Regions from separate parts of the Sus scrofa genome. Here all the other regions are linked to region 1. A link is a contact called in public Hi-C and HiChIP or PLAC-seq data. All regions are on one chromosome and are shown on one strand. The core of a region is the stretch at or near the end of the contact, and the rest is flanking DNA. Distances in the headings are between cores, read along the strand shown. Region 1 overlaps NFIB (nuclear factor 1 B-type). Region 2 has its middle 470 kb from the start of MPDZ. Region 3 has its middle 490 kb from the start of MPDZ.

Region 1 (4,763 bases), core at 1,669-4,168:
CTTTGGTGGGAGATTAGGAGGTTTGTGGGGAATGAAGAGGGTCGTGGCTTTGAGGAGGGTGTCTGATGTTCACATGTTATCACGGCGCTGAGCTGGCCCTTTGCCTTTCAACTGCATGCACTGACTCAGTCCTCAATTTGTGGCCTGCCACGGGCAAAAAGGGTTTCTGGTCTCATCCTTCTCCCAGTCTGTGCACATTACCAAACCACAACATAAACTCACCACCTTCAGCAGCCTCCGCCCAAAGGAGGTTTCCGATGAGAAAATTGGAATGTATGTGCCAAAAATTAGGAAAGTTGCCCAAAGAACCTTGTAATCGTAGAGGAATAGCATCTACCTGGTCTCTTTCTTTTTTGTCTAATGGTGACCCTTCTGATTTAAGAAAACAGCAAATTTATATGGACTCTGGAGTCAGATTTGTTTGAGTTTAATTTCTGGCTGTTGTACTTGTTAGTGGAATAGTCCTGGGCCAGTTTTCTCATCTGAAAATGGGGATAACAGTAATACCTGTCCCTCAGTGTTTGTTTCAAGAATGAGAAATGCACATGTCATATTGAGGGCACCCTTGGACATGTGAACAAATGCCCATCCACTGTTAGCCTTACTGTTACTTTATTGCTCTTTATCCACAAGATATTTGCTGAAGAAAGAGGAGATATAGGAACATATTAAACACATACAAAGGTAAGAGGCACTAGTGCTTTCCTTAACTAATTACATCGGTCCTCACTAGGATCCTTTCCAGGGTGGAGATTGATTTTATATGTATTTTACTGTTGTGTATACTCAGCAAGACTTAGAGTATATGATTTTCAGAAACTTGTATCTTAGTTGGGGTTACAGAATATACCCACTTGGCAATCTATACACAAAATGACCCACATAAGAACAAAGAAACAAATGAAATTGGAAACTCTTTTTTTAGCTTTTTTTTTGTGTCAAATATGTTGTCTTAATCCCATATTTCTATGTATAATAGCAAAGTCACTGCATGGAGTAGTGATCAATCAACATTTATTAAATTCCTCTGCTTGTTGAACAGTTTGTCATTCTAGGACTTAGGAACTCTCAAGGAGGGAAAGTTAATAAGTTGGCAGTGTCAAACTATAGACTCTCAGGAAAGTTAAAAAAAAAACAACAAAAAAACCAAACCTCAAGTTTTAAAAATAATAGTAAGGGGGTTCCCATGGTGGCTCAGTGGTTATGAACTTGACTAGTATCCATGAGGATACGAGTTCGATTCCTGGTCTCACTCAGTGGGTTAAGGATCCAGGGATGCTATGAGTTGTGGTGTAGGTCACAGACAGGGGAGGGCATGGGGAGGGTGGGGTGCTGGTCCTCTGATTCTTCCATTGCTGTGGCTGTGGCTGTGGCTGTGGCGTAGGCCAGTGACTACTGCTCCACTCAACCCTTAGCTTGGGAACTTCCATATGCTGTAGGTATGGCCCTAAAAAAAGCAAATATATGTTACAGGAAACTGGAGATACTTTCTGAACATACCAACTTTTTTCACCAGTCTGTTAAGAGTGGCCTGCTGTTCTCCAACTATGGGACTTTGATCCTCCTGATAACTAATTAAGCAAGGGTTGAAAATCCCTAAATGTCTTTTGTTCAGAATTTTTTAACAGTGGTTAAAAAATGTTCTGTCTTACAAAGGTCCAAGAGGTATGTGTGTGTATGTATTTCAAGTGAGTGCTAGTGAATAGACAGTATTCAAAATATACCATTACAGAGACATTAGACATTCTATAATGTTGAAGATTTTAAGAAATAAAGTGGAAATCATTGGTGTGGCTGTGCTGTGTGTGGACATACAATTAAAGCTCGAAAGACTGGGCATTTAGTGAATAAGCAGTATGAGTGTAATGAGTGCCACAGGTCCAGGTCAGCATTATGGAATTCATCTTTCACTTCTGAATTTTCTCTGGTCAGAGACAATGTTGGATTCAGATGAAGCTTAGTAATGATTGAAGTATAGTACACCAGGCCTGCCGTGTCTCTCAACCTAAGCTTACAATTGTGGAACACCCTAAAAGAAAAAATCCAGTGACCTCATTATGTAGTATTTGGCAGCTGTGGACACAGCATTTTAGCTGGGACTTTAATAGAGAAAAGACAGGACAGAGACAGTACACATCCTGTGAGATCTAGGTGTCCTTCTGAAGCATTTTAGTTTATAATTTAAGGGCTTTTTGCCTTCCTACTCCGAGCAGCCTGGACAGTTAAGAGTTCCAGTCAGCCCCTCCCTCCCCTGCCCTCCCTCCTTTTGGTCAATCCTTGGAACTTGCATACACCATGGATTTGGTCTCGATTTTTACAATTAAGTGGGTTTTGTGCTCTGGATGTTTGCCATAGAAGGGTCTAAATCTTTTTTTTTTTTTTTTTCCTTCCTTAAAATGTGTTACTCTGATGATGTAAGAGAAGCACAGCCTCTTAAGGAAAGAAAAGGAAGCCCGTGAACTATTTGGGAGGTTTTCATTTTGCATACACCCATGCTTTGCGAAAGACTTTAAGTCCGGGTCAAAATCATGCCCTTGCAAATAGGAAAATGTGGGCTTGGCTCATGCTTTTGCTGGAGTACATGTCCCCGGAGTGGGGCGTTCTTATTTTACTTCTTCCCACAAAGTTGATCGGGTTTCTCTCACGAGGAGAGGGCCCTCTGGGCCTAGGCCTCAGTGAAATGCAGGGGAGACCCCTGGGCGCCCCTTTGCGACGGGGAGGGTCCCCGGGGTGCTCTGGCGTTCGCGTCTCAGGCCGCTTTGTGAAGCAGGGTGTCGTACCGAGCCCCTTGCAGTGGGAAACGTGCTTCCGCGCTTGCTCCGAGGCCCGGCGGCCGCCGCCCTCCGGCCTCCGCGCGAGGCGAGGCGAGGCGAGGCGGGCCGGCCCGGCGACATTTCACGAGGCCGCTTGGCAGCCATTTTAGATCCTGCCCGCGCTGCGAGCTCCTGGCTGCCAAAAACTGCAGCCGCTCCGTGCCAAGACACTCTTGGCAGTGGAGATAAACTTTGTAGAGATACACAGTCCAGAAATATCTTATAATTACAAAGCACAGGGGGCAGAATGTTTTTACAATACAGCTGTGCTAATGTAAACATTTAATTTGGCAGCCTTCTCCACCCACTTTTCAATTAACCGGGTTTAGGCAGATACTTTAGGTCTGTAATAAACTTTATTGCTACTTCTCGTAGAGTACAGTTTATGAAACACAGATTGGAGGGGCTTTGTTGGGGGGTTTCCATGCATATAGGAAAGCACATGGTGAAGGTTGTGCTGCCATGAAGGGGAAGTGTAAGCTTTCTGTCTCAGAAACCGCTACAGGCCCGGCTTGACGGAAACAGTTGCTTTAAGGGGAGAAAACTGTGGGGGCTGTCTCCTTTGGCTTCTTCAGCCTGCGAGAGGATATTAATAGAAAGAGGTAGAATCACTTATATAGCTACAAAAAGACACTTGTGTTGGTGATCATTAAAAAAGATAAATGTCCCCTGCAATGCATGAGACTGTTTCAGAGATAAATTCCCAATAACAGTTCTTACAGATATAATTATAATAATTGTGTAATCGCCGTGATAATTATTCTTATAGAGTGAAAGAAATAATTTTCTATCTAAAGTAGCATTCAACTCTTCAGCTCACAAAGCTAGTCAATAGATCCTTTTCAGCTAACCTAGAAAAAAAAATGGTAGAGGTCATAGAGTTTTAAAGCTAAATTTGGTTTTAATTGACATTGAGAAAGGGAATTTTTTTTTTCATAAGGAATATGACATCACATTTCATGATAGCTCTTTGCATAGATGTGTTTACACATTTCTCAGATAAATTAGAGAATACCATATACATGCCAAACGTATGGATATTTCATTTTTTAAAGACAAAGAAGGCATTCAGCTCATATTTTCATGTCTTACCATTTAGAAACTTTGCCTTGATTCTGGTTTTTATGGTTTTTAAAAATTATCTTTTTTTTTTTTTTCTCCACTTAATGGTGGATTTTCATAATAGCAAACCATTCTTATATTTTCCCCTCAGGACTCCATTTGAGTGCCTCGTTTAGTCTGGCTCCAACACCATTCAATCTGTGGGGTGTGACCATAAAGTAATTTTCAATTTGAAGTTGTATTCTTCTGTTCAGCTCCCAAAGCTCATCACCAGATCCCTTTCAGCCATCCTGAGAGATGATAGTGGTCAGAGAATTTTGAAGTTGTACTCTTATTATTTTATAGTCTTGTTATTTTTATCCTCCAATAGCTCTTTTGCCATCATATTACCTTTATGCATTCTGCTCATCACAGCTAAACAAGGCATTTGCAATGGCTTTTATTCTCTCAGATGTTTTACTCTTTAAAAACAAAAATCAAACAAAAAATGTTTGTCTCACAGCTAAATCCGTGTGTGTGTGTGTGTGTGTGTGTGTGTGTGTGTATCATGTCAGTTCTATTTTCAAAATATAATACCTGAGGATACTGTTTATTTGTAAAATTTAAGCAGCTTATTTTACCTGTTAGCAAGTGATAAAAGCACAACACAGATTAAATTGTATGCTGCATGAAGAGAAGGACAAAAAATGTTTTGTCCTCTGCTGTAGACTGAGCTCCAAGGATGATGCATCATGGAATCTTTTGGTGCTCAATCTTGTGTTGGTGGTAGTTTTTTTAAAAAAATTCTTTTTATTGGGAGTCTCCTTTGTGGCTCAGCAGTTAATGAACACGACTAGGATCCACGAGGATGCAGGTGCAATCCTTGGCCTCACTCAGTGGGTAGGATCA
Region 2 (4,763 bases), core at 1,657-4,156, 410 kb after region 1:
TTCAAGTATGAGGAAGTTGAGAAATCTTGGTCAAGTACAATTAGAGATTAAGGATGTAGGAGAGAGAGAGAGATGGTATGCTGGTTGACCTTGGTTATATCAGAATTCTTAATACTTTAAAATTTAATACTTTAAAGACAGCCTCGTTTGCTTACAATTTTTGAAGATTAATCTACAAAGATATTCATCATAACACTGTGTATAACAGTGAAAGTTGTAAAATGTTTGAAAGGCCCCTAATTAGTAGACTGTTAATTACATTTTGGTGTATACAAGCAATAGAATAAAAAGGACACATCAGAAATAATCAACAGATATATTACAGACACATCCAAAGAGTATGGACAATGTACTTCCTACATTGATACCTTGAAAAAACAAGCTGCAAGATAGTATATGCCTGAGTTTGGGGCTATAGTTCTTTTCTTTTCTTTTTGATGATCTTTGATGGCCTATTTTCTCTTTGATGTTCTTTAGATAATCTGCAGTATCTAATACTCCCATAATGATCATATATTGCTTCTGTGATATGATAAAAAACTATACTGCTTTTATGTATTTTTAAAACTCTATTTTTATTGGGATATAATTGATATATAACAGTAATTTCAGGTGTATAATGTAATGATTTGATACATGTATATATTGTGCAATGATCATCACAGGAAGTCTGTGATGTTTAACATCCATCACCACACATAATTTTTTTCTTGTGATGAGAACTTTATGGATCTACTTTCTTAGCATATAATGCTTTTAAAATTTTTTATTAAAGTACAGTTAATTTACAATGTTCCTTCAATTTATGCTGTAAAGCAGAGTGACCCAGCCACCCATATACACACATTTTTTTTTTCATTTTCCATCATGTTCTAACCCAAGAAATGGGACACAGTTCCCTGTGTTCTACAGCAGGACCCCATCAACCAACCCGTTCTAAATGTAAGAGTCTGCATCTACCAACCCCAAACTCCCTTCCTCTCTCCCCTCCACCTCCCCCATGGCAAACACAAATATACCCTTCATGTCCATAATCAGTTTCTGTTTTGTAGATAGATGATTTGTGCCATATTTTATACACTACATACACCATGATCAAGTAGCATTTATCCCAGGGATGCAGGGATTCTTCAATATCAGCATATACTGCTTTTAAGATAAAAAAATTGAATGTAATATATATGAATATATATGGATTTCAGCAGGCTAAACTGTATACAATCCTATAACTTTTTTAAAAATATGAAGACAAAGTTATTAGTATAAAAGAATGATGAAAGGGAATAATATAAAAATGTATACCATAAATTCCTGAAATTATTAAGGGTGGAGCTAGATCTTACTCTGAAATCCTGGAAAACTATGCAAAATTATCATAGAAATGTTCCACTATGAGTTGGAAGTATACCAATTAATCAGAAAAGCATGTCACTCCAGGCATTGAAGTCTCAGTGTTTTGTTTTGTTTTAATTCTTTTGTCACAGGCACAGAGTTGAAGGAGAAGGCAACAGGCCTATAACATCTTTCTGGTAAATTGTTGGTGCCATTGATAGAACTCTTCTATGGACAAGGTCACCTGGTAAACAGTTCTGGAAGATGCTGTTCACATCATTGTCCCTGTGAAGGTGCCCCTACTTGGTAGCCCTGAAGACATATTTTGCCCATCAGACTGAGGTCATAAAATTAAATTTAGGAAAAAGAATTCTAGAAGGGCTCAGCATTATTCAACTCTCCTGTGCCTGGACTCATCCAGAGATAAAATGAGGATTCTTCTGTCTGTGGGGAAGTTCTTTTCGAATGTTGTTGCTCACTAGGAGCTGGGATTACAGAGCAATTCCTGGTCTCCGTGTGTCCCCCTGCATGCTGAAATTCTAAAGGCTTAATATTCTGTATATTTTGGGTTTGGTGCCTTTGTATGAGATTTATTTTGTGGAAAAGGAGGAGAGAATGTTTCTTCAGGAAACTGGAGTCTAGCATTTGCCTCCCTCTCACATTACAAAATTTCTAAGAAAAATTAAAATGTAGACAGTCATATTCTCTGATACAAGCATTTAAGAATACCATTTTTAGCTTCTAAATATTCAAAGAGAAAAGTGCAGAAGTGGGGAACTACATAGAGAGTACTGATGAGGAATGTATCATTTCTGGAGTCAGATCAGACTGCGAAATCTCTCTCTCCCCCCCAACCCCCCTTTTAGGGCTACACCTGCAGCATGTGAAATTTCCCAGGCTAGGAGTCAAATCAGAGTTGTAGTTGCCGGCCTACACCACAGCCACAACACCACCAGATCTGAGCCACATCCACAAACAATGCCACAGCTTGTGGCAATACCAGATCCTTAACCCACTGAGTGAGGCCAGGGATTGAACCCACATTCTCATGGATACTAGTCGGGTTCATTTCCGCTGAGCCACAATAGGAACTTCCAGGCCGTGAAATCTTTATGCCACTCCTTTGCTGTATAACTGACCAAATCATTTACCTCCATCTGTCTCAGTTACCACATCCACAAAATGGGAATAATGATGCCCAGTTCAGAGGGCTGATATGTGAGGGAAGTAGAATGATCTACCTAAAGCATGTACAAAGTGCCTGGAAGATTTGGAGTGTTTAAGGTGGTGGGTTTTTGTTATTAGGTAAAAAGGTGACATGTAAGGAAAATGGACAAATAAAAGAAGGACCTGAGGTATAGGAAAAACAGAGAAAAGCAAACAGTGTGGGCTTCAGTGACCTTGTGAAAGGAAGTCACTGAGTAAAATGGGCCATTTTGCACTCAATGTCACTTGCCTACCTGGCCATGTTCCCTTTTCAGTTCATTACTTTGATAGTTATTGACGTGTGTGTTGCGAAAAGTCATGACACTCAGAAGAGTCTTGAAAGGTCATGAACAAGAGGGCTGGACAGATGACTGTCACAGCCTGAGCTCAACCAAAGAAATGCTGACTCTGTACATTGTCAGTGCTCCAATTTTCTCTGTTGCTTTAATACTTTCTCTTTTCTGGATTTTCCTGGTTGCAGGATAAATTAAATCTACTGTGTTAAAAAAATAAGGCCCTTCTGTGGTAAGCTAATTGTTCATACACAGCCATCCCCTGGTAAAATGCATCTTGAGAGATACGCTATCAAAGCCCTAAAAATTATTTTTAAAACAAGAAGCTGTTAGGCCAACTTGGGTTTCGGATGAGGCTGAACTTGCCCAGCCTCTGAGGATGGCATGATTTCCTGTTGTTCCTTGGGGGTCTTATCTGAAATAGAACTGGAGGGAAAGGCAAAATGATTGACAAGGGCAGTTGATGGGAGCTCAGGTGTCCTGCTGTGGGGCTCACTCAGGATTCCAAATTAAAGTCAGCCAGGGCCCCATGCTGGCTTGTGCTGCCCCATGCAGACAATGAGTCAGTTCTGTGCTAAGTACTTACAATGTACAGATTAGCAAATACAAAAGTTGAGGGTCTCAGTACATCCTTGTCTTTGAGAAACAAGCAGGGTGTTAGTTGCAATTATGAGGAAGTTGATTGGGAGCTGATGTGTACCTTTAAAAACACTTTCCAGGCTTTATGTATATTTCCGTGTGGTTATTACCAGATTCCTTGCATTTTATTGTATAATTCCATTCAAATAATATTTATTATCCTTCTTCTGTCCTTCAAAAGCCTTGATTAATATGCTTGGACCTAAAAACAGTTACGGAGTACTGACTTTGTTTTTCTACAGACATTAAATCCTCACTCTGGATTTCTACAGTAAATAGCCCTCTATTAGTTTCACATAACTAAGGTTTCTTAAGACAATACATAATGCACCAAAACCAACACAGTGAATGATTGAGCTATGATTTGAATCAAATATTTAGGTACCTATGAGTAAAATGCAGTACCTGCCTTCAGAAAGCCCAGACATCTAGGAGAGTAACATACTAACAGATGACTGCAACTCAAGATAGACCAAGGTTAATGCAATAATGTAATGAGTGTCTAGCTTAGAACTTTGCACATAGTAGGCAATCTAAAATGTATATGGTATTAATGAAGAGAGATAATGCTTGAAAAACTGACCAATGAATATAAACCCCCCCTTGAGTATGAACTCTGAAATAGTGCTCCTATGTCAACCAACACATCTTCAACCAAGGAGTAAGATAGGCTGTCAAAAGAATGGCATGGGACTTAAGTAAATTTAATCTATTATCTTCAGAAGAACTTTTCCAGGGAGTTTCCACTATGGCTCAATAGTAATGAACCCAACTAGTATCCATGAGGATGCAGGTTCGATCCCTGGCTTCTCTCAATGGATTAAGGACCTGGCATGGCCATGAGCAGTGCTGTGGGTTGCAGGCACAGCTCTGATCCCACATTGCTATGGCTCTACTGTAGGCTGGCAGCTACACTTCTGATTGGAACCCTATCCTGGGAACTTCCAAATGCTGCATATGTGGCCCTAAAAAGACAAAAAGAAAAAAAAAACCAACTTTTTCCAGTAACAATTTAGAGAGATTGGCTCTCAGTATTTCTGCTTGTCTTCCCTGCCCTAATCTTACATACCTCTTCTATGGAAGGAAAGTGTGCTATAAAAGATGAGGTCATTGGTAACAACTTTTTTAATGCCTTCCCTTGCTTACCAATTCCAGGCATACTGGACCTCTCATCACAAATACATTCTGAGGTACTTTGGGTCCTAAGCTGAGCCAGAGCTGAGGTTTAGTTTTTCTGCTTGTTTGTTTTTCTGCTGAATAGAATTGAGTGGTACTCATCCCCTTCCCAACTAC
Region 3 (4,763 bases), core at 1,672-4,171, 390 kb after region 1:
TCCCAAGTAGACACAGAAAGATTAAGACTCAGTGAGTTGGAATCTCTTTGTCTCTTTATTTATATTTAATTACAAGTAAACTCTTCAGTTACATCTATGAAACAATATTTATAATCCCATACCTTTCTTCATTGCTAGTCTCTAGTTGAGTTTCTTGCCACTTAAAATTTTAATTGGGATGTGTAAACTTCCCAATATATATATATATATAACTAGATATACTTTTTTCTCTAAACTGCTACCAACATTGTGAAGTTGAGCCCCCATCCTTAGGGGTAGCAGAAAACTTTATCCATGTCAGCCTCTTCCAAAAATTAACAGCTTATTGATTTTTGCAAGCTAGTTATTAAAATCTCTCACTTCAAAGCACCTTTTCTTAGTTAAATTTAGACTTTCAAGGCTACTGGAAGCTGAATATAGAAGGGTGGAGTGTGGTCATTTCTTTATTGCCTTCCCATCTCAAGTAGTTATTAGGCTGTTAGGGGTATCAGGAAGGTAGAGGTAAGGGATAGGAATTCACTCATGTGATTGTTGGTATATTGGAGACAGCAAGCTGACAATCCTTGCCTCTTAGCCAATGCCTTACCTGGTCTAACTTCTGGATGTTGGTAACCAGATTCCAGTTATATAGCGTGATGTCCTAGGTAGTCTTGGATGCCCACCAAGCAGTCTCAAGGGGATGGTGCAGCTTCCTCCCCTCACTCTTGGTGGGTGCTCTCTGTATTCCTCACACCAGCTCACTATTGATCTGTATGACCTTCTGGTTGCTGCCTACTCCTCATTTGGTAAGCTTGACTTTGGTCCATAGGAAACTTGGATTTCTTGCTACATCTGCTTCAATCCAGGTGAAACTGGGAGGAGGTAGAGAGCAACCCTAATATCTTCTGATCATGTCTTACTCTGTCCTAGCATCCAACATTCCAGGTGTTCTGGTGGCAACCAGATGCAGCAAAAGTTCATAACATTCTTCCCTTCCCAATAATGCTTTCAACTGTCATGATTCTCTAGGGCTCATCTGGTTGGGAAGAAAGAAAGAAACCAAACTGCACTCCCACCACTCCACATGAATGGAAGATAAAGAGGGTAAATGCTGATTCACATACTTGAATCTCCCTGAAAGGTGATTCCTTTTCCTCCCTCTACCAATGTCATGAGAGTTGCTTTACTGAAAGTCCTCCTTGTGAGAAAGTCCTCTAAGTCAGGGATGTCTAGCATCATTATTTTTCAGCTGTAGGTTGTCTCCAGTTGCTAACTCCAGTAGGAAGGGGTCTTGGTTCATATTGTAACTTCGCGGTACTAACGTCTTAACTGGTACCCATGATATAATTTCTTTTCTCTTTCCTACATCCTTCCTAATATTTCTAACTTCAGTGACTCCTCAAGGCCAGGAAGAAATCTCCTTAGACTGGTTTCTTAAGGTCTTTTTCACCTGTCATCTCCATAATGTCCTATCTCTTTCTTTAATAGAAATTAATCTCTTCTATACCACTTGCATTATGCTTTACTTATTTGGTTTGGCATTATTAAAATGAAAGATTGTAAGAAACTGTGAAGTGGATATATAACTTATTCATCACATTATCACCACAAGCCTGACAAGGTCCCTTGAACATGGCAAATGTTCAACAGTTCAGTTAGACTGAAATGATAGCTAAGGCTCCTCCCATAGTTTGATTCCACCTTAAATGACATTAATACTGCTTCATTTGGTATCCATTAAGGAGGACAAGAGGAAGGGTTATTGTGATTTATTTATTTTTGTGTTTAGTAAAAGGAACACACACTGCAATAGTTGGGGAACATAGACCCCAAAGCAAACCACAAAACTCATAACAGCAAATCCAACTCACAAATTACAACTGTCTGCCCAATGGAGCACTCTCTGCTTGTCAGTATCTGGAGGACAAACTAAAACCATGTTTGCTGGATCTAAAACACAATCAACAAGTGAGGACATGAAGTCTGAAAGAAGATCAAGTGTGGTGCCCCCCTTAGATTAGCCCAGAAATTAGCACCCTGCCAGATGCCAGGACACATATTAGGCTGGTGGGGCTGAGGGGAGGGCACCATTTTCAGTTGTGCAGTGGTAAAAGAGGAGAAAATGAAGTGATCAGGGCCAAATCCTGGTAGGGGAATGAAGTCCATATGGATGTCAATTGGCAGCTTGCACATCCTGCATTGTACAGCCATGTGGCTGGTGCCATCACACATGTAAGCATCTGGGCTCTGACAAAGCAGAGCTTCTGGATAAACTTCATCTTCAAGGGCAGTCTTAGGCAGAGGGCTTCAAAGAGGGCTCAGGGAGCTCTGAGCAACACTTAAAGATGTTGGCTAAAGTAAAAACCCCAGATTTATATGAATACAGCCTTAGATGTTCTTTAAACAGCTCACTTCACATGCCCAAATGCTATAAACAATGAGACTGATGCAGATATATGGTGCTCTAAATATATTAGCAAGATCATCTTGACACACCTAAATTTAATTTGGCTTGCCAACTTTTTAAGAGCTAGATCAAGTAACGTACATACATTAGCCAGTCTATAAATACAGACTACATATACTTTTAGCCACCTCCCACACCACACTCTCCCCCAGCAGATATGCACAGACTTGCCCTCACATGACCACATATGGCTAACCCATTTTTACCTGCAGAAAGAGGTTCTCTCTACATTTGCAAATGCACACATCTTCATCAAATCTTGGGATCATACACACTTCCCTTTTTCTTCCAGCCTATCCTGATCCAGGCAGCTGTTTTAGGTCATTCTCTGACCTACCGGCTGCACTCTAGGTGGAACAGCTGTGGTCAGAAACTTGGCCAGAACACTCTGCCAAGAACGGGTTAGACTTAGAGGTGGCTGAGTGAGCAGCTACTGAATGTAGCTGTGGAATGTGGGTGGAGCCAGAGGAGAAGGGGCACAGCTGATGCCACTTCAAGAAGAAGGCGGGAAGCTCCACTCCCTTCCCAATGGGCTGACTGAAGGCAGCTGTGTGCTGCTGATGCGAGGAAAATGAGATGATGGAGCTGGGCTTCAGAAGCTGCAGCTGCTGTGGTCTGGAGAGCACCATCGGCCACTCCCCAGAGTGTGGACCTTGCTCTGATGCCTGTGTGGAATGGTAGGGGGTAGCTGGCTCTCCTCCCTCTTTGGGAAGGACTTCAATCAAAGGGCTTTGGCAAAGTTGGTGGAGTTTCTTTGTGAGAACCAGCATGAGATCATACATGTGAGAGTACACAGTGGGTCATGCATGCATATGTTTACTCATGTACTTAGAGACAAACACCCTTGTGGTAACTTTCAAGATCTCTGCCCCGCAGGAAGAACTGAAAGTTGGCAGGGGCCAGCTAAACTATCATACGCCCTCACAGCCTCTCCTTGTCTGTGAATGTTTCCACTATCATTGAGAAGCCAGAAAGCTCATTTAGTCCAAAATCCTAGTTCACATTACACTCAACATTGTCTTCCTCTCCCGATGACCTATTTAGGCCAAAGGAGGCCAGTGGGGCTATGCATTCCCAAACAATTTGGAAAGATGTAATGTTTGGAAGCCATGAGGTAAGGCTGCAGCAAGGTCCAGCCTTGTTATTTAAACACCAAATGCAGTCCCAGGGCCCAAGGTCATGGTCTTTAATGCAAAGGTTCACCAAGGTTATTTTAATAAGATTCAGTCCATTGTTGGTTTCTATCATTTTCATGTCCCCATCCTAGCTTTTCAATGTCCTACTTCCCACTTACCCCTTTCCTACCTGATTAGTGTCCTTTTTTAACAGTCGCACAGACCTCTGTGAAACTGCTCTATACAGAATAGTGACCCAGATGGCCAGTCATCATCCATGACACTGATGTCATGGAAAGACCTATGGTCATAGAGAGACCCAAGTTTAGCATACAATTAAAAGCCAATTGTTGGATTAACTCATTCATCCTTGGCAAACATATCCCAAATTCTGAGCCTTTTTATACCCTTTCCTTCATCCTATCCTGTATTCTAGCTTACTTGTTCTCTGCCTTTGATTCACCCACCCATATTGGCCATGCCTTTGATTTCACTTCTTCTTGGCCATCTCCTCAGCAATAGCTGCCTTCTCGGTGTGACTTCAATTTCCATGTTCACCAGGGATAAATCCATTGGCTGCATTCATCCACCCCTAGCAGCTGGAAATCCTATTCCCCCCACCATGATTCCCTTCTTGGACAGAGAGTGAGCAGTAAAACCTAAAAGGTATTTGGATTGAAAAAGTACTCACCTCCTTCTGTGTCTGCTATCAAAATTCTTTTCTTTCAATGTACTATTTGGAGAACACTATTTGAATGAAAGAATTCATTCTAAAGTGTGAATGACTACTAGGTAGATAATCAAATTTATTACTCTCTGAAAGAGTATTCCAGAAGAAGGGGACTGTTTTTCTCATCCGTCTAAGAATGAGAATACCCCTTAGAGATGGTGAAGCTGGAAATGGTCTTCTCATTCTCAGACAGATCAGAAAAACAGTCCCCTTCTTCTGAAATACTCTGGACTTCTAATATCAGCATTTTTATTCCTTTGTTCCCTCCATAGGACACCTCTTCCTCCAAGGACTGATACTATAACACTCTGGATAACTGTACTCCTTGACCTCTTCTTGAGGGTGAAACCTAAACCTAGCAATGTGGTCTCCCCACTAGCCTGCCCTCTACCCTTAACTTACCAGTGGATTAATTTATTGGAAAGTGTGATGGGCTGGACTCACCTTCTTTCCAACGCACTTTGACAGGTTC

What was found. A called contact is a pair of places that touch in the nucleus more often than the background predicts. HiChIP or PLAC-seq counts read pairs in DNA pulled down with a chosen protein or histone mark.
Region 2: an H3K27ac HiChIP or PLAC-seq map of skeletal muscle shows a contact between it and region 1, with 2.7 times the contacts expected there. The contact joins two enhancer-like sites.
Region 3: a contact with region 1 is called in a Hi-C map of fetal skeletal muscle, with 2.5 times the contacts expected there. The contact joins two enhancer-like sites. A contact is called at or near these places in 2 of 47 Hi-C or Micro-C datasets (fetal skeletal muscle and heart right ventricle) and 1 of 2 datasets of contacts at active chromatin or transcription factors (skeletal muscle).

Annotation. Positions count from the first base shown.
Region 1 is chr1:208,294,068-208,298,830 of Sscrofa11.1, forward strand. All of the region lies in intron 2 of NFIB (nuclear factor 1 B-type), which reads left to right. Among named protein-coding and RNA genes, the nearest start is that of NFIB, 110 kb to the left of the region's middle. Within about 2 kb of position 2,919, at least 35 of the 83 cell types and tissues checked have an H3K27ac peak or open chromatin away from gene starts, as enhancers often do. A contact at or near this core is called in fetal skeletal muscle and skeletal muscle, where this site is marked.
Region 2 is chr1:208,706,420-208,711,182 of Sscrofa11.1, forward strand. No RefSeq gene overlaps it. Among named protein-coding and RNA genes, the nearest start is that of MPDZ, 470 kb to the right of the region's middle. Within about 2 kb of position 2,907, at least 3 of the 83 cell types and tissues checked have an H3K27ac peak or open chromatin away from gene starts, as enhancers often do. A contact at or near this core is called in skeletal muscle, where this site is marked.
Region 3 is chr1:208,684,185-208,688,947 of Sscrofa11.1, forward strand. No RefSeq gene overlaps it. Among named protein-coding and RNA genes, the nearest start is that of MPDZ, 490 kb to the right of the region's middle. Within about 2 kb of position 2,922, at least 2 of the 83 cell types and tissues checked have an H3K27ac peak or open chromatin away from gene starts, as enhancers often do. A contact at or near this core is called in fetal skeletal muscle, where this site is marked.